Regions from separate parts of the Mus musculus genome. Here region 1 is linked to region 2. The links are chromatin contacts, called in public promoter capture Hi-C maps. All regions are on one chromosome and are shown on one strand. The core of a region is the stretch at or near the end of the contact, and the rest is flanking DNA. Distances in the headings are between cores, read along the strand shown. Region 1 holds the start of Tpgs1 (tubulin polyglutamylase complex subunit 1). Region 2 holds the start of Snrpd3 (small nuclear ribonucleoprotein D3).

The links. Promoter capture Hi-C pulls out the DNA fragments that hold promoters and counts their contacts.
Region 1: a contact with region 2 is called in a promoter capture Hi-C map of liver, with 5 times the contacts expected there. The contact joins the promoter of Tpgs1 here to the promoter of Snrpd3 in region 2. A contact is called at or near these places in 2 of 39 promoter capture datasets (liver and pre-B cells).

Annotation. Positions count from the first base shown.
Region 1 is chr10:79,665,803-79,672,184 of GRCm38.p6, reverse strand. Tpgs1 (tubulin polyglutamylase complex subunit 1) reads right to left here and starts at 2,746. Exons shown (of 2, transcript NM_148934.3): 1 at 2,402-2,746. The coding sequence starts at 2,739. It overlaps Madcam1 (mucosal vascular addressin cell adhesion molecule 1), which reads right to left. Exons shown (of 5, transcript NM_013591.3): 4 at 5,415-5,846; 5 at 3,643-3,948. The coding sequence ends at 3,818.
Region 2 is chr10:75,513,261-75,519,814 of GRCm38.p6, reverse strand. It overlaps Snrpd3 (small nuclear ribonucleoprotein D3), which reads right to left and starts at 1,773. Exons shown (of 4, transcript NM_026095.4): 1 at 1,690-1,773; 2 at 355-501. The coding sequence starts at 480. Gucd1 (guanylyl cyclase domain containing 1) reads left to right here and starts at 2,434. Exons shown (of 6, transcript NM_175133.2): 1 at 2,434-2,661. The coding sequence starts at 2,619.

The DNA of each region.
Region 1 (6,382 bases), core at 1,497-3,996, 4.2 Mb before region 2:
GGTGAGGGCATCATGGCTGTGGCCTATGGAGACCTGGGAGGGACTCCCCCCAGCTCTGATGCTCTGGTGGCCTCACAAACTCAGGCTCTCAGGTCTTGAGAATTGGACTGGCTACTGCTGGCAGGCCTCAGTGGTGGGGTTGCCATGTGTGCAGGCTTCAGGCCGAGCACTGCACAGGGACCCACTCTCTCCATACACATCACTCACAGGGTGTTAGGTGGGGAACAGTGGTTTTCCCTGGGGAAGAAAGAGCCTAGCTCTGTGAGCCATCAGACAGATGGGGCTGTGGCTTCTAGGGTAATTCCCAGATGCATCTCTAAGGATTCCACCTGCCTGCTGGCTCCCCCCCACCCCCCCGCCCTTTGCTCTCCTATGTGGCTGACAGTTAGTGATATAACACTAGTTCCTGGGGTGAGTGTGGGGCATTGGGCTATACACAGACAGGCTAGTCTTCAGTAGAGCTGAGGTCTGAACCCCGGAATGGTCATAATTCACCTACATGACATGGTAGGTGTTCCCTCGTGCTCCTGGAACTCTGGCTCCTGTCTAAGTTACCACCCCCTCACAGCCCCACAAGAGAAGCATGGCTAAGAAGTCACGTAGGCAATGGCCCAAGCTTCTGACCTTGGCTAAACTCCTCCGCAGTTACCTAGCAACAGTAAAGACCATAAAAGGGGCTGTTAGGCCCCTCCTCACCTCTCTCTTACCCCTCACTCTCACCCTCTCCTCCCTCCTCTCTCTTACTCTTTCTCCCTGCCTTTCTACAATAAAGCTCTAAAACCACAGTCTCTGCTCATCAAGATCCGCTGCACTCACTCTCGGCCGGTGTGGGAACCTCTCTTCCCCTTTCCCTCTCTCCTATAACCCTGGGGCCTGTTTAGAGAAGTAGCCCCGGGGCTCCCAGGTTGGGCTGCCCCTTGTCCACCCCCCCCCCCAAAGAGTACGTCAGAGGCTTGGATGCCCACCTGGGGCTGAGTGGAAAGAGTCTGGTAGCCCTCTCACGTCTGCCTGACCAGAGCATAGGTGGAACTCTGGCGGGACGTGGGTCTTTCCTCCCTCTCTTCCCCAGGGTCCCTTTTTAGTTCCCACAGGTGAGTAATGGCCCCAAGTTTGGGTCCACACAGAACCTCAGAATATGGTAAACACACAGCTTTCAGCTGGTTAAAATGAGGCCTTGCCAGAGGATGGCAGGTAAGGATCCAGTGACTGGCACAGAAACCAGGTAGTGAAGGACACAGAGACCTGGTGACATGATCACAAAGCTTGCCCCAGATCCTCAGGTGAGGCTGACTTCAACTCACAGAAAACACTTCTATTTTAAATCCCTAGGTTCATTGCTCTTCATCCCTGGGAGAATTCCGGATGCCCCCAGTAAGCAGTTTGTTCCTCCCCTGGGCACCTCACGGTGTGGTCTTGTGTGCGTATTCTCTGCTGATACCTTCAGTCTCCCACTCACATACCCCAATGCTGTCCTAGCTGAAGACTGTCCGTCTACATTCTCGCTGGTTTTCTCCCTTTGTGCCTGTACCCCTCCCCTCTAGCCACATGGGCCCGCCATGCTCCACCCTTCCCTTCTTGGCTACCATCTTGGATACTGAGCCCCTTCCCTCTGGTGCAGAGATGTCTGGTCTGCTCAGCTGGAAATGTATGATCTCTGGACTTTCACTTCCCTAGGGAAGGCCTGAGCTACTGTTGCCCAACGTCTTCCTCCTTGCGGCCCCCTCCCCTGCTCTCCTCCCTGAGTCTTCCTCCAAGCACCCTTTGGAAAGCCACTCCCATGCTGAGACCCTCAGGCATTTGGTCACCCCCTGGCTGATGATGCCCTACTGATCAGCTTCCCTCATCCACTATGCAATGAAAAAGCGTCCTTAGTCGTCACCTACACTGGAACTACTCCCACTGCGGAGCTCCCTGCAGGGTTCACGTCAGGCTCTAGACCAGCCTGTGCTCTGCGTGTGCATCTAAGGAACTTCTGTCTGGGGCCTGGGGCCTGAGTACACAGGCTGTCCATCTCCTGGACAAGCACCACACTATTTATACTACCTTGCTGGGCTTCTTGACCTCCCAAAACCCTTGGCTGCGAGGGCAAAATGGACTCGGGTTCAAAAGCAACCTCCTCCAGGCCGTAATCACCTGGAAGCTCATGCAATAGATGGACGATGGATTACAACCCCCAGCACTTCCTACCCGGACCACAATATCCAGTACACCCCGCGCACACTGCAGGCGAAATCGATGCGAGGCGTGCCGAGAACCTTAAACCTGCCTCAAGCCGACCAGACCCGGGAAAAGAGGAAAGACCACTACTCCCGGAAACGCCCCGCGCCGGCGGCGAGTTGCTCCCGCGCGGGGCCTGTCGGGAATTGTAGTTCTGGTACCCCCGTCCGCCATCGGTCCGCACCTCTGCGAGTGGTGAGCCAGGCGAAGGTGCCACAGCGCGCGGCCCAGGCGCTGTTGCTGCAGGAGGAGCTGGCCCGGGGGCTCCCCGGCGCCTCCGTTGGTCGGCGAGCGTAGACCCATGTTCTCGAAGTAGTGCGCCAAGAAGGCGATGGGCTCCTCGGGCCGGATCTCCAGCACCTTTAGGAGGGCTGCGCGCAGCATCTCCGTCACGCCGAGCTGCCGTAGGAAGTCCTCCTCGCTCTCAGCGGCCGCCGCCGCCTGAGACACCGACGTCCGGCCACTGTCCGGGAAATTGGCCGCTGGTGCTACTGCCGGCCGCCGTTTCTCCACTGCCGCCATCTTTGTTGGGGGCAGCGGGACCGGAAGCGCCGCCATAATTCACGGCGCGATGAGGCGCCTTCCCTCGACGACCATTTTTGTTAAGGGCAGAGGCAGCGGCCCCCCTCTCTGAGAATCTCGATAGTAACAAGCGCAAGCGACCTTTTCCCCCTGTGCCCCTGGCTTTCTCTGTGTGCGTTTTCCTGCTACTCCATGACTGCATCTTCTAGCTTCGGTCTGGAATTGTGAGCTTGCCAGACTTCAAAATGGTCCCCCAGGAAGGGCTTGGTTTCTGGCTTGAAGCGCGATACCTTGCCATCTTGGTAGTGGGCAAGTCTTCCTAAGCATGGTCTCCTAGCAACCAGGCACCCTGGGTACCAGATAAACCCCGCAAAGCTCACCAGGAATCTAGGGCTGAAAGCGGAGTTCAAACCGTTTTCTGCGTTTGCTCCCAGACTCGGCCTGGGCTCTCCCGGGTTTTTGGCCTCACTTAGTCTCCTTCCGAGCGTTAAGGTGCCTGAGCGGAGTTGTCACCAGATTCCTTCCTTTCCCAGACTGTTACCATTTCTGACCACCAGAGGGGGGTGCTCTCTTTGCAATTCTGAACTGCTGTGGCTTTCTAGTATCCTCGCATGTCCCTTTTCTGTGTTATCTTTGGCTCTTTATCTACTGACATACTTTTTATTCCCTTGTCTGGCATCCATACCGCTCTTCGTGTTTTCCCAGGTTACCCCCCAAGTACTTTTTCTAAGCCACTGGATATCTCCTTAGTTACTCTTGTTAAATGCAGGCATTTCCCAGCCTAGTATCCTGTTGCTCGACCTACCAAAGAAAACTGGGATGTGTGACTGTCTCCAGGGACTCTGGCTGTAGGGATAGGTGATGTACAAAGCCTTCCTATTCACAGTACGAAAGAATATGCCAGTGGCTAGATACGGGGCTTTTATTTAGCTCTGGGCCAGCAGGCAGAAAAGCCCAGAAGTCAGGAGAAACTTATAGATGTGCTGACCACCAAGGAAAGAGGCCACACTATCATCTTGATGCCCCAAATCCTGCAGCTGGTCACTCTCTGCCTCCTTTAGTCTGGCATAATGGAGCTTCATAGGTGTGTACATGAGCTAGTGTCTGGGCGAGGACCTGGCCGGTAGCATTTCCACAGGCGGTAGGCAAGGAAGACCAGTGCAAGCAGCCCCAGCACCAAGCTGCCAATCCATAGGACGACGGTGGAGGCTGAAAGAGTAGGAAGAGAAAGGCTGCCATCAGTCCCAGTGCCTGTGGGCTCCACAGAGGGAACATACATAGGCCCTTACAGTTTAAAAGTGGACTTAACTAGCCAGCCTCTACTTGGGTAGAAAACAGCCACCCAACCAGACATACTCAAAGACAGCATGGAAGAATGAATCTACTTAAAGGGAAGCTTTTGTTTCTAAATTACGGTCTCACTCTGTAGCTTAGGCTGACATTGACCCTTCTTCTTCTACAGCTCAAGTACTTAGATCATAGCTTGTGTGCCATCGTGCCCAGCTTAGTTCTGTTTTGTTTTGTTTTGTTTTGTTTTGTTTTGTTTTTTGTCTGTTTTGTTTTGATTTTTTGAGACAAGAGTCTTCTATGTAATCCTGGCTGTCTGTCCTGGAACTTGCTCTGTAGACCAGGATGTCCTTGAACTTAGAGATACACCTGCCTCTGAGATTAAAGGTATGTGTCACCACCACCACCTGGCTTAAGGTTTATTTTTTTAATGTTTATTTTGTGTGTGTGTGTGTGTGTGTGTATCTGTGTGTATGCCACAAATGCAGGTACACTTGGAAGTCAGAGGAGGATGTCAAGTCTCCAGGGTCCTGGAGTTACAAGTGGCTATGCGTTTCTTGTCTCTGCCTCCTGAGTGCTAGGATTAAAGACATGCGCAAACACACCTGGCGTCTTATTTGCATGTGCAGGAGTTATTTTAGTGTTGATGTACATATGTGTACCATGCACACATGGTGCTCTGGGAGGCCAAAAGTGTGGGTTACATTCCCTGAATCTGGAGTTACAGATGTTTGTGAGCTATCACATGGGAAGTGAACCCAGGTTCTCTGTAAGACCAGTAAGTACTCTTTAATTTCTGAGACATCTGTTGCTTCAGACTCAATTAACGTATTTAAAAAATCAACCATTAAGACATGTGTCATGGGCTGGTGAGATGGCTCAGCAGGTAAGAGCACTGACAGCTCTTCTGAAGGTCCTGAGTTCAAATCCCAGCAGCCACATGGTGGCTCACAACCACCCGTAATGAGATCTGATGCCCTCTTCTGGTGCGTCTGAAGACAGCTACAGTGTACTTATGTATAACAATAAATTTAAAAAAATGTGTCACAGTGGTGTGCACCTGTTATCTCAGCACTGAAGAGGTTGAGGCAAGATCACGGTCACTTTTAGCTATGATGCAAGTTTGAAGCCAGCCCCGGGTATGTGAAACTAAAGTTAAATAGCTATGAAGTCAGCCCCGGGCATCTGAAACCAATGTTAAATTTTTTTTTCACTTTTTGTTTCACTGGATCTTCCTGTCTCTGAAAGACTGCAAGGTGCCCCGAGTTCTAAGAGGTCTCCAGACAGGAAAGCATACTGAACATGGGGAAACTGAGGCTAGGCATGGTACAGACTCCTGCTAGTGTTTTAGTCCCATTTGTCCCTCCCTCCCAGGGCCCCAGACTCACAGGAATTCGGGGTCACCTGGCCAGGAACATACAGATTGGTCACCTGCCCGCCAGGGTCCTGGCGGCACTGGAACCAGCCCTCTACCATGGGACCTGGGGGCAGCACGCTTAGCCATGCCTGGGCCCCAGCCTCCCTCTTGTGGTAGGTTGCCAGGTCGCCAGGAGCCAAGGTCCAGCGCACAGTAACTCCGGGCCCACAGGATGCTTCACAGAGTAGCTCCCAGCCTGCCTCCAGGTCCTGGTGGATTTTCGGGCGGCAAGGTCCCTCAGAGCTCAGAGTCCTAGGGCTAAGCTTGGGGTATGGAGGGGCAGAAGGTAGGGTGGTGATGTTGAGCCCAGTGGAGACTGCCTCAGCAGTACTTGATGAGGTCAGGATGTAGGGCTCAGCAGAGGTCGTGTTGGGGGGCTTAGGTGAGGTCTGGCTCTGTAGTACTGCAAACAGAATGAATGTTCTTCCTGTAGCCTCAGTTTTCCTCATCTGCAACCCAGTATTGGTTCAGAATTCTTCCATCACCCTTCCCACATCACTTAAGAGGCACAAGGCATCATACTAGTTAGGATCAGCAGCTGATGACACAGACACAGAACAGGAAGTAGGTACTAGCTCTTATGCAAGTCTACCAGATCACTGTTTATTTTATTTATTTACTTTGGTTTTTCAAGACAGGGTTTCTTTGTATAGCCCTGACTGTCCTGGAATTCGCTCGGTAGACCAGGCTGGCCTCAAACTCAAGAAATCCACCTGGCTCTGTTTTCTGAGTGCTGGGATTAAAGGTGTGCACCGCCAACCACCCACCTAGGCAAAGCCAAGAATTTGTGAACAGAAAACGACGGAAATATCATGTTGGAGCTAGCATAGAGTAGGTCCTTATCTTTTGAGTTAATCTTTTCTGGCTGCCTTGTGACACAGGCATTGAACAGTTTTGTTGGGGATCTACAGGTGGGGACAACCAATCATGGGCCAAGCC
Region 2 (6,554 bases), core at 524-3,023:
CAGAGAAATCTAGGAAAAGAGATTGTGCTTTCAATTCAGCATTCTGACTCCCTACCAAAAGCAGTGTGGTCTTGCTATAAAGCCCAGACTGGCCTTGAACTCGAGAATCTACCTCAGCCTCTCAAGTGCTCGGATACACACGTACAACCACAGGCTGTCAAATGACTTTTCTGCCTCAAGGCTAAGTCTATACTGACATAAAATCTTAGAGCCTGTAAGAGTGCTTGACAGGTAATAAGTACTTAGTTAATAACTGTTTGATGAGAATAACTTCATTAAGACCTCCAAGTACACCGCTCTACCCACAGGATAGAAGCCACAGCCCTTTCCCAGCCCTGGTGCCAAGCAGGATACCTGACAGTTCATGTTGTCCTCTGCTTCAATGAGCTTCCCTCGGTATACTTCCCCGGTGTTGGTCTCACACGTCACTATGTGGCCTTCAGCCTCGTGCAAGACTTTAATCGGCACACCAATAGACATCTTGGCAGGACTCTTCCCGGGCTACAGGGAAAGAGAGACGATGGTCATCTTTCAGAGCTTAAGGACTGGCACGCCATGGGCTTTGTAAATGATGTCAAGAGCTGCGTTTCCTGTGGAAGGAGTGTGGCTCTTGGCCTCAAGGAACCACCACAGCAAATTAGCGCAACACGTAGGGTAGGGAAGGATGGTAAGCTGGACAATGAAAAGTAATGGGAACAAAGAGTACTACCCCCATTCTCATCCCAGCCATATGACCCTTTATAGTCACTAAAAGGGCTATGATATAGACCCGGAGTGTAAACAAATCACTGTTTACATGGAGTTAAATAAAATGCAAATAAAAGCAAACTCAGTCTTTCAGTCACACCAGAAATATCCCAAGTAGTCAGCCACCACATTTGGATAAAGGCTACAGAACCTAATAGTACATATAGACCTGAGCCCCAAGGAAGCTAGGAAAAAGAGCTTGCGCTTTTCAATCCAGCGTTTTGAATCCCCACCAAAAAGCAGACCAAAACTGTCAAGGCTACGGTGCTATAAATAGGAAATGTTCATCAAGCAGAGAAATAGGGTAAACGCTCGACTTTAAGTCTCACTACAAGACAAAGACTATGCACAGGGCTTTTAAAATGCTGAGATTGGAAACGACTCAAAACCGGAGCACACCATTTATTTGCATGAGAAGACTGTAAGGATGCTAAACACAGTCTCTCTCTCTCGGTGAGGAACCACGGCTTTCAACTTTAGGAGTGTGGGTTTCCATGCTGAAAATGGTAGGGAAACACTGCAGGATGATAGCCAAAGGTTCAAAAAAAAAAGAGTAGCATCTACAAAGTGGATCGAACATATAGCACGGCAACTTGATTAAACTTCTGCAGCAGCGTGGAAAAGAGGGCCACTGCAGGAATGGGAGTGGAGGCAGGGATGAAAGGGACGTTGTAAATGATGATCCAAAAGGAAAGGAGGTAATTAGCAAGAAATGACTGCCCGTAAGCTTCGGAAATCGGTGACCTGAGAAGGCACCGAACGTGCAGACTAGGCGTAAATTAATAACTGTTCAAGGGTTCGGGAGATGAGCTTTGGATAGGCCCTGGCTTCCCGCCCTCCGCTAAGCAAGCCCCGCTGAGCTCCTCCGCAGCGGCCCTTCCAGCTCCTAAACCCCCTGGGGAAGCCCTGGCCTCCTCTCTCCCGTTAGCCGCCTCTCCTCACCAATTAACTGCAGGCTTTATTTTTTTTCCGGTTCTGGCACAAACGTTAGAAGGCGAAGGCGAGAGAACGACCGGCCCGACTCTCACGAATACCACGCGCTCCCAGAATGCCTTGCGCAGGCCCCTCCCTTTCCTTTAAGCCTACTTGCCCTTCACTCTCACTTAGCCGGCTGGGGAAACCAGGGCTCTAGCACAATAGTTCCGGCACCGGAGAGGGCCCGGGGGACCGCCGGAAACACCAATCCTGGAGCCCAACAAGGGAACATGGTAACCCTGAGTACTGTAGTGGCGGATTGGGCGGGATCTGGGCTTGAGCCCAGTGCTCTGGGGAGACAGGAAGTGAGGCTTGGACTAGAGATTTAAGCTTTGGATCCGGCCACCGGCAGGTAAGGGACGCACTGAGCCCTGGGAACTCTCATTATTCCTTGTCTGGGTAAGAAGACCTAAAAGGAGTCGGGAAAGTGTTCCCTGGAGTCTCGATAAGGCACTGCGGAGAACCAGAGCTTCCATCTGAGGCTGCAGAAGAACAGACCTAGCGGAGGGAGAGCGTGGGGAGCCCACGTCGCTAGGGGAAGGGCTTTGGGGGCGGGGCTCGGGGAGGGGCGGGGCTCGGGGAGGGGGAGGGGCCCCCGGAGCGTTTCAGGGAAGGACCTACGGGTAGCGGGTTCTGGAAGGAGAAGTGGGGGTGGAAGGGAAGAGGCGTGGCTTATGGAAGGGGCGGGTTTCCAGCGCCCAGACCTGGAAGGGATTAGGCGTGGCTTGAGGCGGCCTAGCCACCGCCTACCCGGCTCTGAACCGCGGTGGCGGCGGCGGCGGCGGAGGCGGAGGAGGAGGAACTCTGCGCTCACTGGCCGCGCTCGCTGCCCAGCAGAAGTCGCCGCTGCAATCAGCTCCAGGCCGGGGCCATGGGCGCCCTGCGCCATCCGGGTCATGAGGACGGAGGCAGAGGCAGCGGGGCAGCCGCTCGAGCCCGGTCAGTGCCTCTCTTCAGGGCCTTGCCTTCAACCGGGGGAACGGAGGGGGACTCCGCCCTAGAGCCGGGCAGGGTCTGGCCGCGCGCGACCTTGGGTCGTCTGCGGCCTCAGCCCAGCCTGGAGCTTCTAGTGGGTCCTAGCTAGGTGGATATTCCTTCTCATCTCCTGTCCTCCACTTAGGGTCGTTCCTGAGTCTCCTGGGGCTTGAAGCCCAGGGAGTGCTGAGAGCCGTCAAGTGGAAAAGTCCAAGGGGCAAAAAGGCACAACCTTGTCCAGAATCGAATAGCCCTGCTTGAAGCACGTTGGGTGATCCTATTCCCCGGGGAACTGTGGAAAGCCTGAGGCCGAGAAAGAGGGGGAAAGAATGGCTTGAGAGCTCTCAGCAAAGGGGCGGGAAAGAGGGGGAAAAGAATGGCCTGGGAGCACCCAGCAAAGGGAACATCTTTTTCTCAGCGCTTTTTGTCTTGGTACTGTTTTGGTTACTCGCTTACTGGTTCCCTCTGCCCTGAGGAAACCCGAGCCCCTTTGCTTACTCACGAAGTGGGGACAGCGGGAAGTTATGGTGGAGCTTAACACACAAGAGTTGATATTAATAAACTGTAAACAGTTGAGGTGCCATCTCAGGGGAGGGGTCAAAGGTTATGGGACCCAAACCCTTTAGTGTCAGTTGGCATCACGTTCAGGGAGTGGTTCCTTCTGGTTGTAACCTGGAGGAGCTGAGCTTGGACCTGTACTGGGATTACATATTTACTTCTCCAGTTAGCCACCGCTGTGAACTTTGACTAGATCATTGCCCCTATCTTAGCCTCAGCAGATAATGGCTCACTTGTGTAGGGTGACTAAGAGGTAGATGCAGTGTTAAGGTGTTTATAGATAGCATAGAATTAATCTTCATAAATCCCAGTGAAGTAGGTGACCGCTGCTTTCAGTACCTTTTGAGGTGAGCAGACAGGCTGAGAGGGTTAAAGAACCAGGAAGAGCTGTCTGTCTGCTTTCTCTTGTGGCAACCAGACAGCTGAAGCTAGGTCAGGGCTTTCTCCAAAGCAGACCCTAGGTTTCAGGTAGAGGACTGTCTTGGCTTAAGGCATCAATATCCAAAGCAGTTTTGGGCTCTGAATGCCAAAGCTGTTATCAGGACAAACACCAAGGCTGCTTCTACCCTTATCACCTCGCCCCAGAAAGCATCTTCCCTGTGCTAAGCAAGATCAGGATAGTTAAGCAGGGATGTTTGCCTTGTGAGGCCTCAGGATGTAGGGCTTCTAAGGTTCAGTGAAAGAGGAGAGACACCGGAGTCTCTTAGGACCCTGAGGAGCAACTGTCCTATACCACAGTTTAGAGGGCATAGTTCAACTAATTAGAAGCAGAGCTCAGGCCACAGAGTAAGGAGGCAGCCTCCAACAGAGGGTTGTGATCTGGAGGCCTAGAACTGATGGGCACTTGTAGTGACAAGCAGATATTTCAAAGGGTAGACAGAGCTTTCAAAAACCAAAATCAACCCAAAACCTTTTCAGCAGTGTAAGTGGGGAGGCTAAGGAAGCCCTGGCCCTACATGCCCATGGCAGAAACACGAGTGAACACAGAGGATTTGGATATTAGAGATGAGAAAGCAACATTCCAGACCAAAGGTTAGATAAAAACAAAACCTGGCTAGCAATCAGCCTGAGTAGATCAGAGCCATTTACAGCCTCAGTAAGGGTTCTGAAAAGGGAAGACACCCATCTTGATAGAGCCACACCCTGCAGAGAGTTTTCCTCTGGCGTATTTTGAGAGAACTGTTTTAGCATATAAGTCCCTGGAGACCAAGGTTTATGTCACCTCAATAAGTGTGATTTTTTTTTCCATTCCTTTCTTTTTTTTTTTTTTTAATTTGTAGCACTAGGGATTGAACCTAGGTCTTAGACAGTGCTAGACAAGGGCTACACCCCAGCCTCAGGTGTAACAGTGAGTACTAAGCATCAGACACTAGGCCAGGAAACAGCTAACAAGACGAGCCAGTCCCCCGCTGTCTTCATCCATTCGTACAGCTGAGAAACTTATAAGCACTAGGAATTTATTTTCTCACAGTTCTGGGGGCTGAGAATTCTAAGACCAAGATGCTTGCAAGTTAAGTACAAGATCTATCCATTCCTTATAGATTCTCTCTAGATATGTCCACATGGCGGGGAGAGAGGAGAGGGGCAAATGATGAGTTCTCTAACAGCAGAGCACGAGAAAGATAAAGGAAAAAAAAGAGGCCCTATGGTTGTTAGCTTCCTAAGATTTACATTATCAAATTGTTTGTGTCTTGAGTGTTTTGTCTGCATGCAGGTGCTGAAAGAGAATGTCAGGATCCCCTGAAGTGGAGTGAACAGACAGCTAGCTCTAAGACGGGGTGGGTGCTTGGACCTGAACTATGCCTGGGTCCTTTGCAAAAGCTGAGCAAGCAGCAGCTATTAACTTTTAATTGTCAGCCTGATAGAATCTATGATCGTGTGGGAAAGCAGTCTCAGTCTCAGTAAGGGGCTGTTTAGCGCTGCCCATGAGGGATTTTCTTAATGGGTTAATTGAGCTGGGAAGACTCACCCCAATGTGGGTTGGGCCCCAGGCTGACTGATAAGGGGGAAGGACAGACGCGTGCATACTCTTTGCTGTCTATTCCTGATTTTGGAGATGATATGACTGGCTGTCTCCAACCAATGTGACATCTCAGAAATGACCCGTGTAAACCGGAATTGTGAGCTAAAATAAGCCCCTTCCCCCTAAGTTTGTCAGGAGCGGTCATCACTCCAGCTAGAAAGGAAGCTAAGGCAAAGCCTAGGTTAGTGTTTCCTGACCTTTTATAAGACCCAGACTCAGACAACTCACAACTGAGCAATTACTTCCTTCCCAGTTTCTTTCTTTTATCTATTTAGAGGTTTCTATCTTGTGTGCATGAGGGTTGTTTTGTTTTGTTTTGTTTTGTTTGCTTGTTGGTCTGACTGTATACCAATGTGTGCTCTCTGCTGTCAGAAGGCAAAAGAGGACATTGGAGATAGGGTTTGTGGTTGAGGTTGGGTTTGGAGTTTGTTGGGATAGTGGTAGGGGTGGGTAGTGGATTGGTGCTAATGTAAGGGTAAGGTTAAGTGTAGGGTGGGGGTAGTGTGCGTGTGTATGCATGTATGTGGAAGCCCAAGGCTGACTTCAGGTGTCTTCCTATATGTTGAGGCAGAGTCTCTTACTCAACCTTGAGTTTGCTGTTTCTCTTAGTCTACTTAGCCAGCTCGCTCTAGAGACTTCCTGCCTCCATCCGCTTGCTGGGATTACAGGGCGGTGCGTGCGGGTTCTGGGTGTCTGAACTTGGGTTATCCTGCTTGAGCTCTTTATCCACTGAGCCATCTGCCCATCCCAAGGACTCTAAGGACTAGAAACTAGAGACGAAATTCCTCTCCCTGCTGTGTGAAGTATCTGGATTTGGGAAGGGGACAGGCAAGATCAAATCTACAAGATGTTAAAAGGCCAAGGGCCTTGGAAAGACTTGGGCTTAGAGGTTCCTGGAGTAAAGACTAGATAAAAATCTACATTCTGTAACCTTAAGTGTGAACTCGGGTTTGAAAGATTACACAAGAGGGATGGGGAATGACCAGCCTAGGGTTAGGGAAAGCCCTAGAAACAGTGGCCTTTCAGCCAGTCCCTGAGGATATAGGAGAGCAGAAGGTTAAGACTCAAGACATCAGGCCTCTGGCTAGTGAATGGCCCTCTCCTGTGACACACACAGAGGGAGTGGTAGGAAAGGGACTGGCCTGGTAGGCTTTGTACAGAGCTGGTTACCTGGCCCAGGGGAAAACCTAGAAATCCACAAAGGGGAATTCTAGCTGACTGGATAGTCATGTGTCAATAAGTAACGTGGTGACCAGTATAAAGAAGTCCCTCCTGG